2 separate regions of the Triticum aestivum genome follow, and region 1 is linked to region 2. A link is a contact called in public Hi-C data. All regions are on one chromosome and are shown on one strand. Each heading gives the region's core, a stretch centred on a gene start, on an enhancer-like site or on the middle of the called end of the contact. The rest is flanking DNA. Distances are from core to core; before and after follow the strand shown.

Evidence for each region. A called contact is a pair of places that touch in the nucleus more often than the background predicts.
Region 1: a Hi-C map of leaf shows a contact between it and region 2, with 4 times the contacts expected there. The contact joins the enhancer-like site here to the promoter of LOC123058109 in region 2. A contact is called at or near these places in 2 of 5 Hi-C or Micro-C datasets (leaf and an unstated tissue).

Annotation. Positions count from the first base shown.
Region 1 is chr3A:123,469,898-123,477,163 of IWGSC CS RefSeq v2.1, forward strand. No RefSeq gene overlaps it. Among protein-coding and RNA genes, the nearest start is that of LOC123060617, 28 kb to the left of the region's middle. Within about 2 kb of position 3,439, at least 2 of the 8 cell types and tissues checked have an H3K27ac peak or open chromatin away from gene starts, as enhancers often do.
Region 2 is chr3A:123,229,531-123,236,245 of IWGSC CS RefSeq v2.1, forward strand. It overlaps LOC123058109 (peroxidase P7), which reads left to right and starts at 2,943. Exons shown (of 2, transcript XM_044480932.1): 1 at 2,943-3,247; 2 at 3,319-4,359. The coding sequence starts at 3,029. The coding sequence ends at 4,161.

The sequences.
Region 1 (7,266 bases), core at 2,189-4,688, 240 kb after region 2:
GAATCCAGTGTTTCATGCTCGGACTAAACACATTGAGATTGATTTCCATTTTGTGAGAGAACGAGTAGCTGCTTGTGAACTGGAAGTCAGGTTTATTTCTATAGATGATCAGTTAGCGGATGTATTTACTAAACCTGCTACTAGACAGATGCTAGACAGCTTTAGAACCAATCTGAATCTTGTATGTAGTTCAGATTGAGGGGGCATGTAAAGTAGGGTCTAGTATATTGTCCTTGTACACGTATTTGTATACGTATGTAATTGTAATTGTGATCATCTATATATTGAGACGTGAGGCTGGATGTCAACCATCCCACGCAAAACCCTAAACCCTGTGTTTCAACTCTACAGAGCCGTGGAAGGTGGTCCAAAGCGGGCGACGGAAGATCAATAACGGCGGAGCGAAGGGAGAGCGGGAACTGCCCCGCGGAAATGTCCCTCCCGTCAAATCTCGCTAGCGATAGGGGTCACCCTCGGGTCGGTCTCACATCCCGTGTTTCTAAAGGTTGAGGTGAAGAATTTGCCGCGCCCTACCAAATTTTTAAAGACCGCAGTGTGATACGTTATCTGTTCGGCCACTTTTTTCACGCAAAAGTGTAAACCGGCGGTTATTTTACAGTTCGGCGCGATATAAGGGGTCTGCTAGAGATGCTCTGACTTGGCTAAGCTCAACTCATTTACATACGTGTATTCGTTTGGATTCAAAACTGTTCGATTAGTTGAGGATCTACATCAAATCCAATATAGATGACGCCGCTACAGTAGAAACTCATGATAAAGGTACATCACCTCAATCTGCAACAGTTAAATTCTCGCAGCTATAACATTGACAGGGACACGGGGTAAAGATGTCCTGCTCTGCAAACAAGGCATGACGCTGCTCAGACTACAGAACTACCAAGATGTGATGCTTTGTTTCTAATTGCCGGGGTGGTAAACTGTGTAAGCACAACAGAAATAGTGGACAGATGTCACAAATTGACTGTCTTCGGTACAATAATACGTAATATGGAACGAGTGGTTTACATGGACCTATCATTACAGAGATTAAGGCCCGAGCAGTAGGATTCACTTGTAAATTTATTTATGAAAGTAGGGCTCCGAATTATGAAGCCGATATACTAGCCAAGTTTTCTCATTCCCTAGATTAGGGCCCACATCTCTGGTGGTTGGAACCCCATGATGTTTTGTATCCCACTAGATGTGAATTGTGAGCACTAAAACCTGGTTTCACCCCTCATCAAAATATAATAAGAGTAGAGCTCCTATAGCGTGTAACACGCAGCATTTCCTATTCGATCTAGGGCCGGCCCAAAGGAATCTTCCATCCCCCAGCCGGTTTTTTTCTTTTTCAATTTGTTTTTTTGACTGGTTTTGTTTGGTTTATTCTTTATCTATCTGTTTCTTTATTTAATATTTTTACTTTTTCTTCACTTTTAGAAAAAAATAAAAGCGCACGAACTTCTTTCAAATTTGATGATTTTTTTTCAAAATCAATGAATTTTTTCAAACTCGCATTTTTTTCCAAATTCATGAATTTTTTCTAAAAATTCGTGAACTTTTTTCAAAATCAATAAACTTTTTTTTGAATTAGTGGTTTCTTTTTGAATCTGTGCGAGTACCATTTCTGCGATCGGACGCCGGTTAGGAACTCATGTAACGCGCACCCCACTATCACGCCGTGGGAGCTATATCTTGCTTATAGCGCCCACGCATATGGGTCGGTCCAGTATTCTCAGTTGTGTGATTGTCTGTTTGATTGTTCTTTTGAGATCACTAATTAAGGGGTACCATTTGCAAAGGTCTCTCCCGCCTTCTCATGGATTGACAAGTGGCACATTGTATGTGCGCCACTTGTCGCAATCTGGGAGTTTCTCTTTTTTTTAGATTTATTATTAAAAAAAATATCTTAAAACGTGCGTCCAAGTCCTGAACCGTTTTCACAATTGGATTTCTCACATTGAGATCTTCAAAATTAGATCCCATGTTAACAGGTTTCGATGAATTTTTTCTTTTCACTAAAAAACAACAAGAAAGAAAACCGAGCAGGAAGCACACTTTTTCACTTTTTTCCTTTCGAGAAACTACTGTCCATCTCGCTGAAGCAAATCTGTGTGTCCACGAGAAGCAAATTTGTATTTCTCACTGAAGAAAAAAAACACATTTTTTTATCCTTTTTGGGAGGAACCTTGTGGAAACAAATTTGTGCCACGAAAACACGTTGTTTCATTCTGAGAGTCGCAGAAGAAAATCTGTGCCTTTATGGAAAGAAAATTTGCACATCCCATGGAATACAAAAAAGTGCGTTTTTGCGCAAAACAAAGTTCAATTTTTTTCCTCAAAAAACTAGGCAAAACCGGGCGAAAAGTGAAAACCTGAAAAAACAATCTAAAACCTGTGAACGCGTACAGAAAAATAAAACAAGATCCTAAGGAAGGGCTGAGCATGCTACATGTGCCGGCGGCTGAGAGCGCGCCAAGTGGCGCACTCCTAGCCCACCAAAGTGATCCTTGCGGGGCAACCACAAGGGGTATTCCTTGATTAGTTGCTCTCTTGTTCTTTTCTTTCTTTATTTTCGTTCTCTTCTGCTTTTTCTTTGATTTTCTATTTCTTCACCGGTTTTCTATAATCTTTTTTTTTTCTTTGTTATACTTCAGTTTACTTTGTTTTCTCACAAGTTTTCATTATTTTTTATTTAATTCGTTAAAATTGGTTTCTCTTTCTTGTTTTCGGTTTTCTTTGTTTTTCTTCTGTTTGTTGCTTTTCTTTTCCGTTTCTTTGCTGGTGTTCATCGGGTTTTTTCTAGGTTTTCTTTGTTTTTTTACCTTTTCACTTTCAATACATCCCTACATTTTTCTTGCACATTGTACATTTTTCGTGTATGTCAAAAATATTTTTAATATACGTTTAACATTTTTCAAATATATGTTTGATGTCTATTGTTTCTGTACACATTGTATACATCCAAAAAAATTTGTACATGTTTAACATTTTTTGAACGTATTTCTCTATACCCATTGTTTTGATGTCTTCTTTTTTCAAATGCATCATTCATTTTTCTTATGTGTCCAAAACATTTTTATGCATATTTTTTGCATTATATGAACTTTTTTAGAAGTAGTTCATGTACATGTTTACGAAACGCATGAACATTTTTTTCACAAACATTGTTTCAAAAACTATTAACATTTTTTAAGTTATGCTAACAAAATATTTACACTATGTTAACATCTTTGAAATTCTCGATTTTAACTTTTTTGAAGTAAATACGATATTTTTCATTTCATATAAGTAAAGGTTATAAAAGAAAAAAAAGAACAATGAACGACCGTACCAAACGAATGAATGTGGCGAGAAACTTGAGCTGGTCCACTACTAGCTATCTTCAAGCGATGGCTGCCTACAGCTTGCAATTAGGCACATGTCTATATATCGCCTTCAGCGAGTCTGGCTTCGGACTCCCTGAAGGGGCGAGCGAGGTGGGCCGGCCCATGAGCGCGGGAGACCACAGACTATTTTCCTGTTTTATTTATGTTTTTTCATGTTAATAACTTAAGTGTCGCATCCGACTGTCTGAGAGTCGTGAAGGAGCTTCAAGTATGAACTCACCTTCGTCCTTACAGAACTATTTTGAAGGGAATCCAGGTGCGGGCGGGATTGTTTCAATCGTGCTCTTTTAGTCATGAACAACGCGAGAACAATGGGGAACCCCATAGATTAGCAAAGATGGCAACATCCTTACAGTCTGTCATGTACGGCTGGTTTCACCACCAGAACATCTTTGTATCCCCTTGAACATTGAATATTGAATAAAGCGCGTTGATCCTAAAAAAAATTTATGTTTTCTTTTTTTTGCTTTTATTTTTGTACCTTTTTTCTTTAAAATATTCTAAATATATATACTACAAAAAAATTCTTCAAAAAATATTTAAAAAATGTTAAACAAGTATTCAGAAAGTGTTGACAAGTATTTGAAAAATGTAGAACAACTATTTGAAAAAATGTTGATCATGCATATAAAAATGTTAAATAAGTATTTGAAAAATGTTGAACAACTACTTGAAAAATATTGATTATGTATATAAAAAATGTTGAACAAGTTTTTGTAAAACGTTGAATGTATTTGAAAACTGTTGAACAAGTAATTGAAAAAATATTGGAAAAGTATTTGAAAAAATGTTAATCATGTATATAAAAATATTGAACAGGTATTTGAGAAAATGTTGAACAAGTATTCCAACAATGTTGAAGAAGTATTGGAAAAAAAGTTGATCATGTATATAAGAATGTAGAATGAAAACGAAAAGACAAAGAAAAACCAAAAAAATGAAAACCGAAAAAAAGAAACAAAAGAAACCAAAGGAAAAAAGAAAATGAAAAAAATGAAATTAAGAATGAAAATCTAACGGAAAATGGAGAAGAAAAAAGAAATCAATCAAAAAATGAAGAAAAACCTGTCAAAGAACAAAAGAAAAAAAAAGAGAAAAAGCATGAAAAACATGGAAAACCGGCATAGTTTGCCTTAGGTGCACATTGCACCAACAACTTATCGAATGCAAAACATGGGCGCAGTGGCTATCGTTGCCAGCCTCTCCCAGCAGACGGGAGATTGATCACTGTTTCTCCCATTTTACCATTCCCTTTTTTCGTTTAACTGTGCTCCAAATTGGGCCGGCCGAACTACTGTACACCATTCAGCGATAGTTTCCTTCCTTTTAGCTTAACGCGAGCCCGCCTTTGAAATTTGTATATAATGATTTAAAAAATGTATATACAAATTTTTTGATCATGTATTTAAATTTTTTAAACATATTTTAAAAATGTTGATCAAGCATTTGAAATTTGTTAACCTCATATAGAAACATGTTCACCAACTATTAATTTTTTGATTTTTTATAATGTATATAAAAAGTATTAATCAAACATTTGAAAATGTCGAACACGTGTTTGAAAAATGTTAATCAAGCTTCTGAACATTTAAAATGTATATAGAAAAAAATGTTGACTATGAGTTCAAAAAATATTAATATTAGTCAAGCATTTGAAAAAGTGTTAAATGCGCATAGAAAAATTTTCATATAATATTTAAAAAATAATGATCAACAATTTAAAATGTGTATAATAAAAATGTTGACCATGTATTAAAAATGTTAAACTTGTATTACAAATTTTTTAACCTTGTATTAGAAAAAAATATTGACATATGCGAAAAGGTAGAATGAAAACAAAAAACAATGAAAACCAAAAAAACGAAAACTGAAAAAGAAACAAAATAAACCAAAAGAATGAAAAATAAAACCAAAGAAACAAATATAGGAAAAATACGAAAACGAAAATACTAAAGCGGAGAAGATAAAACAGAAAGAAACAAAAGGAAACGGAAAAAAATGGAAACCAAATAAAGAGATGAAAAAGGAACAAAAATGAAGAAATGTAGAAAAAAAGAACAGAAATAGGAAAACAAACAAACAACACGGAAGAAAATGAGAAAACCGAGAAGAAAAAAAGATAAGAAACTAAATAAAACGAAAAAATAAATACATAAATAAATAAAACCAAAGATAAAACGAACAAAAGTAAAGAAAAAATCGAATGAAAACCAGAACAAAACAAAAAAAACAGAAAAAAAAACGGAGAAGGAACGGTGCAAAACCCAGCATGTTTCGACTAATTATACCCGTGCTACAACTCTGTCACAAATCCCAGCGAAACCGAGTGGCTAGCCGTGCTCTCCCTCAACCAGGTGACCAGGGTTCTAATCCCCTACTCGCTTTTTTTTTACTCCTCTTTTTTTTCCGTTCTGCGCGAATGGGCCTGCACAAGTATTGGAGACCCTGTTAGAGAGAGAACCGTAGGTCTCGCTGGATGCGAGATATAGCACTCACGTCCTATAAGCGAGCTATGCACCCTTATCGTGTTGCCTAAATCAGCCACTCCCCATCTAACACTTCACGTTTGGCACCAACACAAAATGTGTGTGAACTAAAAATGTTTTAGAAGTTTTGAGAAAAATTATGAAAAATTTAAAATGTTTATGTATTATTTGTTCTTATAAATTAAAAAAAATTCAGCATTACAAAATATGTTTGGGAGTTTTAAAAAATATTCACAGAACCAAAAAATGATGATGAACTTTAAGATATGTTACAAAATTTCAAAAGATTCTATCAAATCATAAAATAATCATGAATTTCGAAAAAACGGAATTTAAAAATGTTTATGAATCATAAAAAATGTTCATAAATTTTGAAAGCGTACAAAAAGTTAAATTATTCTGGCTATAAAAAATGTTCACAGATTAAAAAGTTCTTAATTTTAGAAAATATGGGTAAATTTTAGAAAATGTTCATGAATTTAAAAAATGTACGTAAATTTATTTTTCCCTTGAGTTTGCGGGAATCCAGGTTGCAGCTAGGCCCCATGTGAATCATTTGCTCTTTGCAGATGACATTTTTTTCATAAGTGAGGAGGTAGCTGCTTACATCAAACCGATCCTTAGAGAGACTACTACCAAGCCTTGAGATAGTGAGTTAATTTAGATAGTTATTCAGTCTTTTTTGGAAGGGTTGCTCTAGCACCGTTTCGTGATCATATGAAAACAATTATGAATGTGGCCAATGATTCTTTAACTAAAAGATACCTTGGGTTCCCTCCATCCTTTTGGGTGATCAAATAATGGTAGATTTAAGTATCGCAAATACAGAGTCTGGGCAAGAGTGAGATGATGGTTGGAGCGAGCACTGTCTGCCATCGGGAAAGAAATTCTCACCAAATCAGTATCTCGGGAAGTTCATACATACTCGATCGTGTGTTTTAAGTTACCTCGAGGTCTAAGCCAACATACTCCTTACTGTGGAAATTCTGATGGGGTGAGGGGTTAATAAAGGTGAACGGAAAATATCATGGCTGTCATGGGAGAACATGACAAAGCCAAAACAGGATGGATGATTAGGGATTACTGACATTGAGTTGTTCAATTTGCAATTGCTTGAACGAGACTTGGCGGGTCCTAACTACAACAATGTACTTAAGTGTGCACAACTTGAAGGTTGTGTATTTCCTAGAAAGCTCTATCTCACATGCTGTGTTGGGTCTGAGAACGTCTACCGTGCGACAATCATTATCTTAAGGACATGATGATTTGAAGCTTGGAATTATAAAACGTGTTGGTGACGGAAAGGAAAAAAGTATCTTTGGAGATAATTGGTTGTCATATCTTCTACAGAACATTACACAAACTAATGGGTCTGTACTTGATAACACACA
Region 2 (6,715 bases), core at 1,693-4,192:
AAAACGAAAGAAAATAATGTGAAAAAACGGATTAAAAGAAACGCGTTGAAGGCCTGTGGTCTGTGTTGGGCTGGCCCATTTTCGCATGTGCTTGAGGCGAGGCTTGCTACTTTCTCGCGTCAAGTGAGAGTTAGTCGCGCCACGACCTGATGTGCTAGCGTTGTACAGTGACTGCCAAATAGTATATATCATCCCGTCAACTCAGTACTAGCGTGAGGCCTCAAGTTGGTTGCTCTTGTCCGCCGGTTACCTGGGTAAGAAACAAAAATTCTCGAATTAAGCGATGCAAACGAAGCATGAATGGTTAGGGATTTCCTAACCATATGGATAACTAAGTATTATTCTCTTTATTCCTATCAATAAGACAAACACACATTTTAAAATTAAACTTTGACACTGAATTGGACCAATCAATTGTGGATTGTATGTGACATTATGTCATTGGATTCGTATTCCAAAGAACTGTTCAATGGTAAAATTTAGGTGGTCAAAGTTGGATTTTTGAATGCTTACACGTCTTATTCATTTGAATGAAGAGAGTATGATACCTACACTTGTCACTGGTGCTCGCATTTTTCTATATTTATTTTAGACTTTTCGCTCTGGTGCAATCCTTAGCGACAGAAAAATATTGCAGTTAGGTTGATAATAGTCGAGTGACATTAGTTCATCAGTGCGAACTAAGGAATCTGTTAGAAATGTTTTAAGATGAATATTGTTCTCTCTTTAATCAGGGATTGTTATATAAAAAGAAATGGAGTTTGAAAAAGGGAATGAAATGCTCATACCGGGACTGCTAGAGGAATTCAATAGCATAACTTGGGCTGGTAGAATATGACGCTTTTAGGACAATCTATTTGTAAAAGAAGACGCTTCCGTCGACTACGAGACACCTATGATCATAACTTCGTTAATCTCAAGATATGATGCCGGCTAGGTTCTGTGAGTGAATATCCAGGCCTACAAAGAAGGCATCGTAGTCGAAGGGGAGAGCCTATCCAAATGTGCAATGGTCACCTTTGCAAACCGAATGGAACTCTTACAACCTGGGAACCCCCGATGTAAAAACGGTATGTGATTCTGCCAACATCACTTGATCGCGCGGCCAATGGGAGACAAATGATGGCCGGTCGGTGGCGCACCATCCATGCTCGATCATCTCCCGTGGTCTGGAAGCGACGACAAAGATTCTGCAAATCAAGAAACGCATGCACGCATGCATACGACCATGATTTCAGAAGCATGCTTCCAAATTGGGAAATGTTCCATTGCGCCGCATGTGCGCGCCTTGCGATCGCTCTCGATCGTGCGACACGCAGGCCACGGGAGCGCTTCTCCTTCGAATCGTTTTCTTCATTATCTCTCCCCCCTCCCCGTCACGCGGAGCAACCGCTTGGTTTCCTTCATCTCCACCATCCAACGCACCGCACCGGCATGACAAGACTTTTTGCTGCCGGGGGGGGGGGGGGGGGGGGCAGAGAAGACGGCGACGATGGAGAAGTCGCGAGGCGGGGGAACTGCAAGAGGGCCGCGCGCGGCGCTAGTGCTCGTCAATGGCGCACGACAGCACGGTGATGCTGGAACCGTTCAACGAAAGTTTCCACTGTTTGATTCGAAACCTTCAACCGACGGCATAAAAAGCTTCAACCGAGACACTGCGTAATTTAAAAGCTGCAATCGTCATAAGAAAGCTACCATCGTTCTGGAAAAAGATTCAAGTAGAATACTGATTTTTGAAGGTGGGGCATTGCGCAAACCCAAAAGGTGGAACTCGCTACGAGAAAAGCTTTAACTGACGGCAAAAAAGGTTTCAACCATAGACAAGGGAAGCCATGGACGACGACGAAAAGGTGCAACCGGCTTCGTTGTTTGCTAAAACCGGCTTTTTTGCCACAACCAGAGGATGGTGAGTGTGATGACCGTGCACGGCGACTTATTTTTTTGCCACAACCGGCTCGTTTATTTGCTACGACCATCTTCGTCTTTGCTACAAACAGAGGCTCGGTGAGCGTGCTGACCGTGGGAGGCGAGGATAGGCGAACGACGACGAGGACGGCCAGCGAGGGCGGCGAACGGCGATGAGGAGTCGAGGACGGCCGGCGGAGGCGGGGACAGGCGATGAGGACGTCCGGCGGGGGATGGCCATCGGAGAGTCTGTGCAGCCGGCAAGATGAAAGAGAGCGAGATGCATGAGAAAATTTTCATACACGTGTGGCATGCGACGGTTACGATCCATCAGATGGGATGGCTGCAGGCCGATCGGCCCAAATTTGGGCGGGCACCCGCCTTCCAAATTATACTACCGCCGGTCTGCCCATTACTGACGAGAAGTGCACATGGGCAAAGCTTCGTAGGTACGTAGCGTCAGTATGGTATGGATGGAAATGGAGTGGACGGATCCAGCAATAGTGCAGGCCTGTGACCGTCCGATTATCCCTGCTTATTTCACCGTCCGATTTACGAGTGCGATCACTGGCCAGCGTTCCGATTTACGAGCTCGGGGATGGCCCGGCCGTTTGTCCGGAATCGTGGCAACTTGCAACGCACAGTACTGCTGACTGATTGATGCTCGATCGCTGCTGGTTGGTGCCACATGCACTGCCATGCACGCGACGCACACTCCTCCGGTGGCCATTGGCGTGTGCCTCTGGCCGGCCGGGCCACTCCATCCATCCATGGGGCTCCGTCCCGGCCGTGTCTCGACCGCCGTGCTCGCTCCGGCTGGCGCTACCATCCACGGCCGCGCCCGCCCGCTCGATCGCAGCACGTACGTACGTCCCCCAGTGGCCACCACCCAAGCAATCCTACTGCCTGTCACTTGTCACCTTCCAAACGATAGCGACAAGATCCCCTCCCCGACCCCGTCCCGATCCAGCAGCGAACAGCGCACAGGCTGCCGCGGCATCCAACGTTTGATCAGCGTGTGAGTGTCCATATATACGGACGTGCTTAACACTTCACTCTCGCTGCGGCGGAGGATCTTCCCTTTCTCCTTTAGCCGTTGCTTTCTGGAAGTGTGGGCGGGGCGATGGGGATGCTCCAGGCGCGCGTCGTCGTGCTTGTTCTCGCGGCGGCGGCGGCGGCCGTTGTGGTCGTCGTCGACGGCCAGATGTCGCCGGCGTTCTACGACGCCTCGTGTCCGGAGCTGCAGTCCGTGGTGCGCCGCGGCATGGCGCAGGCCGTGCAGAAGGAGGCGCGCATGGGCGCGTCCATCCTCCGCCTCTTCTTCCACGACTGCTTCGTCAATGTACGTTTCGGTTCCGGCCGGTCACGAGTTACATCCTGCCAACTGCGTGCTGAGTGTGGATGCGTGCGCAGGGGTGCGACGCCTCCGTCTTGCTGGACGACACGGCCAACTTCACGGGGGAGAAGAACGCCGGGCCGAACGCCAACTCGCTGCGCGGCTACGAGGTCATCGACGCCATCAAGGCGCAGGTCGAGGCTTCCTGCAAGGCCACCGTCTCCTGCGCCGACATCGTCGCGCTCGCCGCCCGCGACGCCGTCAGCCTGGTCGGTACCCGCTTCTCCCTCTCCCTCTTTCTGGCATCCTGGCCGGTGGCATTACTAACGGTGGCCGCGTGCGTGCAGCTCGGGGGGCCGAGCTGGACGGTGCAGCTGGGCCGGCGAGACGGGCTCTCGGCGAGCCAGAACGCGGCGAACGCCAACCTGCCGCCGCCGGACGCGAGGCTCCCCGACCTCCTCGCCAGGTTCAGCGACAAGGGCCTGGACGCGCGCGCCCTCACCGCGCTGTCCGGGGCGCACACCGTGGGCTGGGCACGCTGCACCACCTTCCGCACGCACATCTACAACGACACCGGTAACGAGGCCGTGGACGCCGCCTTCGCCACCCAGATACGCGCCAAGGCCTGCCCCTCCGCCGGCGGCGACGGGAACCTCGCGCCGCTCGAGCTGCGCGCCCCCGCCGCGTTCGACAACGGCTACTTCCAGGACCTCGTCGCCCGCCGCGTGCTCCTGCGCTCCGACCAGGAGCTCTACGGGAGCGGCGTCGGCAACGGCAGCACGGACGCGCTCGTGCGCGCCTACGCCGCCAACGCCACGCTCTTCGCGGTAGACTTCGCCGCCGCCATGGTGAGGATGGGCAACCTGGCGCTCACCGGGAAGAACGGCGAAGTCCGGCTAAACTGCCGGCGAGTGAACTGAGCTGACTCAGTCGATCAGTGAATGAATTCTTGATGTGCGCAACGCAAAAAGCATAAAGCTGTTCACAAAGATACAAAATGGGCACTGCTGTTCGTGCACTGGATTTTCTGCCTTTCTCCCGTTTGGTTCGGGGTGAGCAGCTAATATCTGACCCGTGGCAAGATCCTCTACGCAGGAGAACAAAATTTAGCCATTTTATGTGCAGATGGGCGGTTGAGATAGGGGCAGGGAATCCTCCCGGACTAGGTGCATTTCTAAGTTCTAACCGATCCTCTAAAAGAACGTAAGGGAGTAAAATTTCTGGATTAGAGTATCTCCAACTGCCGCACAAAAATTTCGCGCCCAATAAAAATTATAGCGCGTCATTTTAACACTTTGAGATGATGTTTGTTTCCAGAGACTTTTTTGTGTAGAGACTAGAAAAAGTCCCTCATAGAGACTTTTTTACCAAACGGGAGAGACTTTTTAGGGACTAAACTAGGCATTTGAGACTAAATGAAGAAGACTCTCAAGGAGAGTCTTTTTGAGACTTTTTGGGACTTTTCCATCAATGCCCCTCCATGCATCCATTGGCCCGCCACCCCATGGTGTTGTTTGATTGTTATTTTTCTATATACTAGGGGCAACATGGTCATTTAATAGCCCCTAGGAAGGGACTAGGGACTTTTTAGTCTCTGAAAACAAACAGGGAAAGACTTTTTAGGGACTAGGGACTTTTTAGTTGGGACTAGAAAAAGTCCTAGGACTAGAGAACCAAACACCACCTTAATGCGTCTGAACCAACATTGCTATAGTAGACGCTTAAAAACGCGCGTCCAAAAAGCACGCAGTGCAAATTGTTAAGCGCGCGTAATCTGGAGCGCAAAATATGTTTCGCGGGATAGCGTTTTTCAGCGCGTGCCAAAAACTTTTAGCGCTACAGCGCCTGCTGGAGCTGTGCGGCGGCAAAAAAACAAAATTTTAATGCGCGGAGCTCTTTTTGGGCGTTTGTTGGAGATGCTCTAGTGAAGTAATTTATTTACCCCACCTCTCTATTTTCTCAAAAAATTCCCTAAATTTACTCCATCCCGCCACGGCCGAGTAAAACTGACGCCTCTCCCTCTCGCCCCTCCCGTGCCGCACTGTCTCCCACCAACATAGCTGTCGCCACTGATGACCGCCGGGCCGGCTGGAATGGATAGCCCGGCCACTGCCATCGACTTTTGCCTCCGGAAACCACCCACGCGTCGCGTTCGCCGCCGCCGAAGAGTTTGGGTATGAAGAAGAACCACCGTGTCCAAGCTCCTTCTCCAACCGCTCTAATGGTCTCTGGGGTGGCCACCGCCTCTCCGACAAGGACACGGCGCCCTCCCGCTGCACTTATCGAAGGCAAACAGGCCCGAAAGCTGACGGTGGTGGCGGCGGAGCGGTCGCGAAGAAGAAGATGAAGAAGGCCAAAGTAGCATGTCGTCCTAGGTCGACGCCTCATGCTGCAACTCCGTCAGCCTCCACGGCGACTGCTCCGGCGCGAGCGGCGGCTGCAACCAGCAATAAGTATGGCGGCTGCCAAGTGCTCGATGAAATGCTAATAAGGTAATAATAAAAACCTCACGTCGTGTCTCTATGCAATAGTGATTGTCGGTGATCGGTAATGATTGTTGATAGTGTTTGCTTTGATATTGTAGTGCGGAGATGAACACGACCGAATTCCTCGCATCGTTGGAGTCCTCGACCGCCATTGGCCTTGAAGAGCTCAACTACGACTCATTTTGGGATCATTCGGCCACCCAATGCATGGAGGAGGAGGAGGCCGAGGAGGTGGTCGAGGAGGAGGCCGAGGTGGTGGCCGAGGAGGAGGAGGGGGAGGAGGAGGAGGTTGTGGAGGTGACCGAATCAAGAACCAAGGTCCCAAGGTGACGCACCCAAAGCTAGAACCAAAAGGAGGACATTGCGCTTTGCGACGCTTGGTGCACCAACTCGATGGATGTGACATCAGAACAAATCAAATCGAGACCATGTTTTGGGAGAGTATTAGCGACTACTATAACAACTTCGTGGACGTGCGATCAAGCCATACCCAAGGTTTTCTTGGGCATTGTTGGGGCACCATTCATGACCAATGCAACGTGAAAAATGGGATGATGAAACTTTATGCTATGATGGTTATTATATGCATGTTTTAATTTAAATGTTTTTAAATATATATTGTGTAGTGTTTGAAGTTGGTGCTGCTAGGACACAAAATCAAGGCAATTTTATTTTTACTCCACTAACTTTTAAGAGATCGGCTAGGTGCGATCACCGTTAATAGAGTAAAATTTTACTCGACTAACTTTACCCCGCCGTCTGCTCTCTTAAGTTTTAGGTGATCGGTTAGAGTTGCCCTAAGGGCATTTCTAACCAACCCCCTGTAAAATATAGGGGGATACAGCCGATTAAACCTTAGTGGAGTACATTTACTCCACTAAGTTTTGGTCTGTTCTAATTAATTTGTTGAATCTAGGGGAGTAAAGTGCTCAATTGAGCTATGCATTTCATCAAACAGATACTACGCAGCGGCGCGCTGAACCGAATC